2 separate regions of the Danio rerio genome follow, and region 1 is linked to region 2. A link is a contact called in public Hi-C data. All regions are on one chromosome and are shown on one strand. Each heading gives the region's core, a stretch centred on a gene start, on an enhancer-like site or on the middle of the called end of the contact. The rest is flanking DNA. Distances are from core to core; before and after follow the strand shown. Region 1 has its middle 88 kb from the start of kbtbd8. Region 2 has its middle 37 kb from the start of lrig1.

Evidence for each region. Hi-C and Micro-C count contacts between places; a contact is called where the count stands out from the background.
Region 1: a Hi-C map of embryo shows a contact between it and region 2, with 2.4 times the contacts expected there. The contact joins two enhancer-like sites. A contact is called at or near these places in 4 of 18 Hi-C or Micro-C datasets (caudal fin, embryo, hematopoietic stem cells and 1 more).

Annotation. Positions count from the first base shown.
Region 1 is chr11:18,638,947-18,644,294 of GRCz12tu, forward strand. No RefSeq gene overlaps it. Among named protein-coding and RNA genes, the nearest start is that of kbtbd8, 88 kb to the right of the region's middle. Within about 2 kb of position 1,460, at least 8 of the 62 cell types and tissues checked have an H3K27ac peak or open chromatin away from gene starts, as enhancers often do.
Region 2 is chr11:18,567,294-18,572,809 of GRCz12tu, forward strand. No RefSeq gene overlaps it. Among named protein-coding and RNA genes, the nearest start is that of lrig1, 37 kb to the left of the region's middle. Within about 2 kb of position 3,473, at least 23 of the 62 cell types and tissues checked have an H3K27ac peak or open chromatin away from gene starts, as enhancers often do.

The sequences.
Region 1 (5,348 bases), core at 210-2,709, 70 kb after region 2:
GCTGTTAATGTTGCCATTCGCTCTGCAGATCTCTCACATGCCTCCATACTGAATGTAACCCCAAATATAGATTTTTCCTTCACCAAATTTGACTGATTTCTGTAAGAATCTTGGATCTATGCGGGTTCCAATAGGTCTTCTGCATGATTTAGGATGCAGTTCAACAGAAGAATCATCTGAAAAATCTTCCTTCTCCCACTTTTCCAAACGTAGAAGTGAAGTTATTATTTGTTGCTCTTACAACTGGGATTAACGACAAGACTTTTGTTAGGTAGTGTATGTTAATCTTCACTGTTAAAGGTACCAATAATGTAAACCACCCTATACTGCTGATTAGGTGTTTAAAACTTCTTTTTACCCCTGATCTAATAGCAAAAATAAGTATAAAATTGCCTTTAGGTTTAGAAATATATCCTTTCATACAGACACCTATGATTACTAACAGTTAAAACCACATATTAAGACTTATCAGTAAACAAGTTCCCATGAACCCATTGCTCTATCAATTGGGTCCAGGGAAAAGTACAATCCAGGGCAGAGCGGTGTGTGAGTACCAGAAACGCATTTACCAAGGCTGACCGGTTAAAAATGCGGCCACAGGTTTTAAGGGCCAGCAGTTCCATTATCCGTTATCTGAACACAAGGATGCGAACATGGAACAAATTTGCACCAGACTTTTTTACTGACTGTGGCATCTCCTAACACCTGCACCGAAGCTCTTTTGTCTCGATACGCATATGCGCTATGCGGGAGCTGGCCCTACATCTAGGCCAAGCTGTAAAAGAGTAGCTGCTTTTGTGTGCGCGAGTTCAAGTAATGGACCGATAAGATCATGATGACCTCCTCTTTGCGCTCTTTTCTCCATTCTTCTGTCTGTTTGTCTCTCTCATGTGAATAAGCTAGAAGCAGTCTGATTTGGTTCCCCTGGCCTTCTAAGGACACCCCGCTCTGGCAGCCCTGCTGAGGTGCCTCACCTCACCCCAGTGGCCTCCCCTCAGCCTGAACCTTTTAAGAGAAGGAACTACCTCTTTCGGTGAGGAGGGGTGTAGGATGTGTGTGCTTCCCGGGGGGGTAATCAGGTCTTCTGGCTGCCCCGACAGCAGACATCATCTCAACACTCTTTCAGTATGTGAGAAGATCCCTGTCCCTGCGCCCTGAATGAAAGGAACCCTTTCTTTTCCCACCTCAATCATCTGAAAACCCAGTCTGGTAGGTCTACAGTAACCAGATACGTCCAGAGCCTCTGTCCCCCTCCAGTAGGAACTATGGGCTCTTTTTCACCCGCCCCGCTCTCCCTTTCTCTCTCTTCTCGCTACAGACTCTACAGAGTGGCGATCATTTGCAGTGCAGGTGTCTGATTTTCATTAAAATTGCAAATTGAAGTGGATGCCTCATCTGATAAGAAGGGACAACTGGGACTCTCTCTTTCTGTTGCTTTCTGGTTCTCTCTCACTTTCTCTCTCTCTCTCTCTGTCTTGCTCACTCTCACACTATCTGCCAGCGAGGACAAGCACGGATGTATCGCAGCACACAACAGTGAACACTCTATCCTGCCGGAAAATGTCTAATCACTGATTAAAGGAACGGGTCAGCCATTTGCTCATCCTCATGATGTTCCAAACCTCTAGGACGTTCTTTTGTTAGATTACAGAAAGTAGATTTTACGAAGAAGATTCTATATATTTATTGTAATGAAATGAACCTTTCTCAGCATGGATACCATATCTGATTAATGCCCAGCTGCATTTTTTGTTTCTAAAGGATGTCTAATACATGTCTAAAAGACGTCCAAACAGTCGCCATGGCTAAAACAAGGGTAAATTTGGGCTGTCAGTGAAAATCTAATAGACATCTAAGAATAGGCCAAAACTAGCAACCCAAGCTCATTCTGGAAACGTAGCCTCGCGGACGTTTCTGGAGACAGCGATTTACGTGGCCGGAGGTACGTAAAGGCCGCGTTTGTTTTTTTTTCAAGCGAACGCTGCGGGGCGGTGTGGCGCCACTCCGCCCCTCCTCTTCGCGCTCACCAGCCGACGGCTCGCCTCCGAGTGGAGGGCTTTCCCGATGCAATCAGTTTGTCCGCTTAGCTCACAGCGTTGCGTCGGCGGAGCGGAGGCCCCGGAGGAGGAGCCGGAGCCGGCTGTGGTGGACGACGACCGGGATCGAGTCCGGGGAACAGCAGGTTCCGGAAATCAGGTAAGACGAAAAATGGAATCCGAAAAATAAGGGCGAGAACGCAGCAGGATCCGAAAACGCGGTCGAAATCGAAGACGAGGGCTTTTGCTTTTTTTTTTTTTTTTCCAATCCAGCGGCTTTTCGCACGAGAACCGCGAAAACAAAAAAAAACGCTCGAATACGTACCTCCCGGGACGTAAATCGCGATCCGCAGAAACGTCCGCAGGGCTACGTTTCCACAATGAGCCCGGGTTGAAAATTAGACTACTAGTCATCAAATAAATTGAATTGAATGACTACACATATAAAGTCTATCTAATCTGTTTATTTAACAACTTGTTTTGGCCTATTCTTAGATGTCTATAAGATTTTCACTGACAGGTCAAGTTTAGCATTGTTTCAGCCAAGCTGTCTACATTTAGCTGTCTATTAGACATAAAAACACACAATTGTTTGCTGGTGGGTTGTATTGTGCTTAGGTTTATTTCTCCCACACCTGTTTTAAGTTTAGTAAACTATATTTATTGGTAGCACTTTATTTTGATGGTGCCTATTAGACATTTTGTTGAATATAATTAATTTTTATAACCATGTTAACTACCATTCATTAATAGACTCTCTGCTTAATATCTTAATAACTTTTATTTGATTGTCCCCCAATATACATTATACTGACAATAAGAAACCTTGAAAGTACATGTCAGGTTATTCTACAGACTTAAGCCTAACAGTGTATAATGCCAGATAGATGACAGTAGTTGAAAATCTGTGTTTCGAACCCTGGCTAATGCCTGGGACACTCCATTCTGACATCAAAGAATTCTGATGAAAGCTAAAAATGTTGTTACATGCAAATCTTTACACAGTGTTGCTCACACTAAAATAGAGAGTATAGTGTATGGTTTTTCATTGTTTATCCAAGGTCATTAGCCAATCAGAGTGATCACTTTTACTGATACTGCGTTGCATTTGGAAGGGTTCCTCCCTATGTCGTAATGCCTTCTAGAGTTTACCTTCTGAAGTAACAGCTTTAGGGCATAAGGATGAGCCCTTCCGAATAGAATATAGTGTGCGACACCAAACAACTTTCATGCGCAAAGGATCATGGGGCCCCAAGTGTCAATCAAAGGCACAATTCTTCACTATTCTTCATTCTGAAGTGTCCTTCAAAGTGGCCAGTTTTGAGAATTTTGGTAAGGAACAACAATTTAATATGGTGGCCTTGATAGTTTTTGTACTGAAGGGACCTTCTGAGGGTGACATTTCCTATTTGGAATGCAATGACAAATTCAAAATGCTAAATTGAAGACAAAACATTTTTAGTGCCCCCAGTGATTGGCTGCAGAAACTCATAAACCCAACATTCTCCATGTAAATGGAATGAGAGCCATAAAAACATTAACTCAGAAATTATTGTTAATAATTTTACATATTTTTAAATCTGTTTTTTAATGGTCAGGATTGTGTACTTACAAGTGGGGTTGTGAGAATGTGTTGGAATTATATATAATGTCCCTCTTCCTTGCTTAATTGCTTGTTATTGTTTGAAAAACTCCACCAAGTCATAGTATTGTGGTTAAAGCAACATGCTAAGAAAGAGAAATAAGTATTTCGATTTGTCACCCTTACACTCAAAACATTTGCAAAAATTGCAAAAAGTTTGCTGTTTGTTCAAACAACTTATTTAACAATGTGCTGAACCAACGTTGTTATTTTAACATGGTACAACAATTATTGAGGGTTTTTGGGACAACTTAATTGTTTTACGTTCAATCCACTTGAATTTGTAAAAAAAAAAAAAAAAAAAAAAAAGGAAAAATAATACGTTTTCTTAATTCATAAATATTGTCCCAACACAAATTGATTGTGTGAAACCCAACATTTATTTACACTGTATTTTAATATTTTATTAAAGTATTATTACTTTGTGTGATGCACTAATTTAAAACTAATGATGTAATTGTGACAGTTTTTTTTTAAAACCTTTCCCCACTTTTCCATTCGATAAAATAAAAGTATACCCATTAATCTGTCTGTGAATAAAAGTGAGCTCTATGAGTGGGAGTGTATGGAGCTTAATGTGGGATATTGTGAAGCAAATCTCAGCCAACATCTTTATCAAAATGAACAATTGATTTTCCAAACCTCTCCTCAGGATTGTGCGTCAGACACTTTGCTTAGTTTCTAGGCTAAATGTGACATTTAACAGTTTGGGGACAGGTTAAAAAAACATAGAGAAGAAAAGCAAAGACAGAGAAGGAATCTCACAAGCTGGTCATTTGGAATCCTGTGACTGGAAACAACAGCTGTCCGTCCCGCTCTCAGCCCGCAGTGAAATGTCACACCAAATTTCTTTGTCCAAATCTACAAATTAGCAAAAACATTTGCTTAGTATGGAAAGCCTCGTTCTTGGAGAACCCAAAATCACAGCAGCTGTGGGCCATCTTTCTTATCTTCAACTTCTCATTCAGATCTCCATGTTTAACAGTGGAATGAACTCAACCGTTAAGTCCCTTAATGCTGCAGACAAACTACTTTCATGTAAAGCGAAACTTAACTTAAAAAAAAAAAAATAAAATAAATAAATATATATATATATATATATATATATATATATATATATATATATATATATATATATATATATATATATATATATATTTTTTTTTTTTTTTTTTTAATATTTTTATTTAAATCACCCTTTTCAAAGAACAAAATAGATATTTTATGTAGTTTGACGTTTAATGCTTGTGAAAATGTAAGGGTCACTAACTTTATCAATTCTTTCACTTTATTTTAAAACCATTCTTTAGAAATTTACCTTAAATACGTCCTATGGTGTTGCAGCAAAACAACTCTCTGAACAAAATAGTGTTAAGTGTTATTTATCTTCACTTTTGGAATATTCTCTAAAAAGGGATATTTTTATATTTTATGAAATTATATATAATATTTTACATACTATTATAAATATAGCCCGTATGGTTGAGGGGCCCTAGACGAGATAAAAAAAATGGGCCCACTGGTGTAAAAACAGTGAGAAGAAAGCACAAAAAATTTAATTTTAAGTGTATAAATATGTATTAATTGTAACATATTTAACCTATAATACATATGTACAAATATTTACTCAGACTTAAACGAATACGTTTGCAAGCCAGAAAACTCTCATT
Region 2 (5,516 bases), core at 2,223-4,722:
CCGGAGCTGGCGCGATTGAATATATAAAACCCTCATATTTTTTAACGTTATTACATCAATTTGTGTTGATATGACAGCAAACGCATGCTGAGAAGTTCGGGGGGCGTGGTTGATTTTACATAAAGCGTTTGGTTGGAAGCTCGACTCCGCTCATTTTCGCGGCTCCTCCTCTGGCTCCATCAGACAGTCCTTCTGCGCATGTCAAGGCTCCAATTTCAGCAGTCTTTTGCGACAGTTTGTGCCCGTCAAGCAGGCGTTTTGCCCTCAAGGTGTTCAATGGGAAAAAGGGCTGTCGCGTCGTCCATATTTTTTACAGTCATTGGTCACTGATCTACCAGAGCTGGTGCTATATGATTCAAATATAGCACCTGAACACTTTCAATCACCTGGTTATTAAATATAGCACTTACATGCAGTCAGACATGATCTAGTCTGGTTGTTATCTCATGACTCTATACCTTATCTTATAACTGTGTCCTGTCTGGAATACTTATCTAATCTTGCCCACCTGTATGCGGATATATGCACACATATGAAACCTATATGCAGTATGCACATAAATGATGATATACAGTAGAAGTCAGAATTATTAGCACTCCTTAGAATTATTATTATTTTGTTTATATTTCCAAATGATGTTTGCTAGACCAATGGAATTTTCACAGTGTGATTGATAATATTTTTTCTTCTGGAGAAAGGCCTATTTGTTTTATTTTGGTTAGAGTAAAAGCAGTTTCAAAATTTTTAAACACCATTTTAAGGACAAAATTATAGCCCCTTTAAACAATTTGTTTTCGATAGTCCACAGAAAAAACCATCAATATACAATAACTTGCCTAATTACCATAACCTGCCTAGTTAACCTAATTAACCCAGTTAAGCCTTTAAATGTCACTTTAAGCTGTATAGAAGTGTCTTGAAAAATATCTAGTAAAATACTATTTACTGTCATCATGGAAAAGATAAAATAATTCAGTTATTAAAGATTAGGTATTAAAACTATTATGTTTAGAAAAAATAAACAGGGGGTCTAATAATTCAGGGGGGGGGGCAATTTAGAATTCAACTGTATATGCTGCATATATGCTACATAGCACACATAGGCAAAATTGAGTTGCATATCTGTGCATATACAGGCCATATAGGTCTCCTTTATTGCTTCTTTATATCCACATATAAGCTCTATATGTACGTACAAGACATGTCTCCTATATAGCTCATATCTCACTTTAGCCACTGTCATACATGATGCCTAGCTCATTTTTTCTATTATCAAGACAATAACTAAGAACTAAAAACAAACCCAAAAACGTTTGTATGTGTGAACACTTGAAAGTATCACATGTAATTGGCATGTTATGGAATTTAACTATGGCAAATGAGTGAGTGCCCACACGGAAAGCACATTGCTAGCGCAATCTATTTTAGCAACATGTGTTAGCAATATGCTAATTTACTGAAGCCACATGAAAAATGTATGCTAGAAACATCCTTTGGAGAGCACACCTTCAAACTTCTGCCAAAATACTATATTTACTAACCAAAATACTGCTTTATAAGCCAACAGAAATGGCTAGGAATTGACAGCATATTGGATAATTAACAATGCTTTCTACAATAGTAGATCAGTCAATTATCCTCACAGTTTTAATTTGTGCAAGCAGCACACTTGTCATGCTAAATCTAGGCTCAAAAATGTTAGCATAATAACATCAATTCATGTTAGACATGTTCCAAACATGTTCCAAACATGTTCAATGCTAATTTAACAAAATGATAACTATACGATTGTCAGTGAACCGACAGCACTGTACGATTCACATACACCTGATTATCAATCACCAGCACTCACTTGCAGTCAGTTACCATCTAGTCTGGTTTTTACTTCTGACTCCATATCTGGCTTTCCACGTTAGAACTGTCCTGTCTGGAATACTCACCCGATCTCCTCTTCACCTCCCTATCCACCTGTCATCTGATCTGATTTATGAACCTATTTTATGTGAAGTTTGTGTGAAATCAAAATTCACAATGTTTATTTTGCTGGCATATGTTGTTATTCTTTAGGTAAACAGTGCAAGTTTAGAGTAGCCTCAGCAACTATATTCTTACCCATGCCCCTTTTACCATTAATTTGTTATGAGGGAATGATGCGCACAAAGAGAGCCCCACCCCCAACTCAGTTTTCATTTTTAGTTGGAACTAAAAGTTTAAACTGGATACAGATATGGCTGTTAGTTATCAAAAATTATTTATAATATTACAAAAATACAATTACTGTACAACAATAGTTACAGTTTTTACATTACTGTGAGGGGTAAGTTTAAGATTTGAGTATGGGTAGACTTAAAAATATATATGGGTAATTTATTAAATAACATGATTAACTACTGGCTGCGAATGTTTCACTTCTAGCAACAACCAAAGTACATCAACATACTAATATTATAGTCTCAGCCTCCGGATAACACAGAATTGAAGAGTTGTGATTAAACTTTTTTTATTGTTATTTTTTCTCACCTTCTACTTTCTTCTGGATCACCAAAATCATCTACAGTGAATAAATATACCATCCAATTTTGTACACAGGGATTTGACCACAAGGATTGAATTCCCCTGTGTGCCATTAAAATGTTGTTAACTAGAGCATAACAATTGGTCAAAGTAATAATTCAATTCATCTGTATTTCTATAGCGCTTTTATAATGTAGATTGTGTCAAAGCAGCTTAAAATAGAACATTATAGTAAACTGAAACTGTGTCAGTCCAGTTTTCAGAGTTTAAGTTCAGTTTAGGTCAGTTCAGTGTGGTTTAAATTTCACTGCTGAGAGTCCAAACACTGAAGAAAAAATCCATCAATGTGCAGCTCCACAAGTCCCGAACCATGCAAGCCAGTGGCGAGAAACAAATGGCAAGGAACCAACTTCAATTGACAAAAGTAAAGGAAAAAAAAAAAACCTAGAAAGAAACCAGGCTCAGCTGGGCACAACCTATTCTCCTATAATTAAATGTCTTGCACAGAGCTGCAGTCTAAGCATTTTAGTATAATTTGCTCATTCCTTAATGAAAGCTTTTTTTTTTAAATGAAATTGCATGAATACAAATAGTAGCCACTTTTCTAATTAAAACCTCAAATATTAAGTTGGAAAAACTATGATTTTCAGTCTGGTTCTGGGAACAAAAGGTCAGTTAATTACAACAATTTTGATTAAAATGAGTTTATTTCATCAGATAGAACTGTGGGAAACCAATCACAACTAATTAATTTATAACAACGTCAAAGAATATGACAAAGAATCAAGCAAATAACCAATTTCCAAGAAGGTGGTGAATGGCTTTAGTGTTTCTTCATCCAGCCGTGCTCAGGTATGCATCTCAATTTGAGCTCAAACACAAGAGGTTCCAGCTCCGTGAGTAAATAAGGACAGAGGCATTTACAGCGAGGCCTATTCAGCCTTCACTTCTCCCGTCTTCTAGAGCGTCCAGCTGTGAGCACTTGAGACAGGCCACGGCCTCACACTGAATACTGCCAGAGGACTTCCAGAAACCTCCATTCCACTGGCTGACAGCCCCTCTGAAAGAGCCATTATCTCCAAACCCCCAATTAGGCCCAAGCGCTTCATCCAGAATGCGTGAGAATGAATAATCTCTAAATAGAAATGATCATTTTGGCTGAAGAATGCTTTTATTTGAATTGATATTTTGACGTTTATTTTGCGCTACAATGGAGGTTACTTGAAATGGCTTGCTTTATAAGAATGCAACACTTTTTGGTTTCATTTGTAGCGGGTACAATGAACAGAGAAGAAAAGAGGTTGTTTCTAAAGACTTTTTTTTTTAAAGAAGAAGAACCTATTCTGCTCAACACTGCTGCATTTCTATGATAAAATTTGAATAAAAATGGTAAAATAGCATTTTATTATGGTAATACCCTGTTTTCTCATTGAATTTAGTTTAATATGTACTTTATTTCATGCTGAATTTTCACACCAGTCTTCAGTGTCACTTGATCCGAAATCACTCTTTATGAGAATTTAACACTGATTTCATATGTGCTGCCTTGAATACAAATGAAAATGGTAAAAAGAAAACGTTCAAAGAAACACACTACCAATCAAAAGTTGGGGATCAGTAGTTTTTGCTTTAGAAATAAGATGTTGCTTATTTGAAAATGTAGTTTAAAATATGATTTAATTAATCATAACAGAAGAGCAAATCAGCATATAAATTATTTCTGAAGGATCTTAATGAAGACTGGAGTAATGGTGCTAAGAATTCACAGCAATAAAAATGTAAACTACGTTTAATAAAATAAATTGCAATAATATTTTACAATTTTACAGATCAAACTAAATACAGGCTTGTTAAAGAAGCTTATTATAAAAAACAATAATAAATCTAGTAGGGCTTTTGATAGGAAAACATGGTTGCCAGCAGGTTTTCATAAATACTTTAAAATTCAGTGTTACATGAGCTGGTTATGTCTGTATGTAAACAACAGTCTGCCAAAGCATGCGAATGTGAAGCGTCCGAATTACTGGCCAAATAAAAGTTTCTGTGGGTTCAGCGCTGTTGAAATATGCTAATTCTAACTCTACAAAACCACAAGGCAGATTGTCCCCTGTTTAATCAAGGGGGAAACTGAGCCACGCTCATTCATTCATGACAGAGAAAACAAATGTAGAGAGATAGATAGAGAGAGAGAGAGAGAGAGAGAGAGAGAGGGAAAGAGAGAGAAAGAGAGAGAGAGAGTAATCAAAACAGAATACTTGCTTTCTTTGTCTAATTATTATAATGTCGGTCATATTTCATTTAGGCTAGCTGTCATTTTCTGAGCAGACATTTTACTAAATGTATACATTTATTTATATATTTTATAGGTCTACATTTCAAAGTATAAAAATACTGTTTTGGAAATAATTAACTTAATTGTTGTCACCGACTCGGTCCCAGTCATTCCCCTCGCTGGCCAGCAGAGGCCGCCATCCCCGGACTTCTAGCATTACATCATCCATCTAGACTGATTGTGCACACACCTGATTTGAATTCCGTTAACGACCCATGCCACCTATATAAGCCACACTCAAACCACAGTCCAGTGCGAAGTCTTGTTCAGCCACAGCAAACATTTCTGAGCAGTATTCCCTGCCTGATCTTCTGTGCATTACCCTGGACTGTTTCTGACTCTGAGTTGCCTTCTGCCTGCCCTCGACCCTCGCTTGTTACACGGACTCTGAACCACGCTGCCTGCCCTCGACCCACGCTTGTCATTAGGACTCTGAACCATGCCGCCTGCCACTGATCTATGCCTGATAAATCACTCTGTGTCTCTCAGCCGCCAGCCCCACAATCTTTATTGATTGCTGTTGATGTAAGTTCGCACTTTAGTGCGTGTTGGATGTTTGTGTTTGAACTGTATAATAAATACTGCAAAATGGATCCCTCCGTGTCAGTCTCCTCGTTACAGAAGACTTTGCCCAACATGGATCCCGCAGCCATGCAGGTCTTGTCCCACG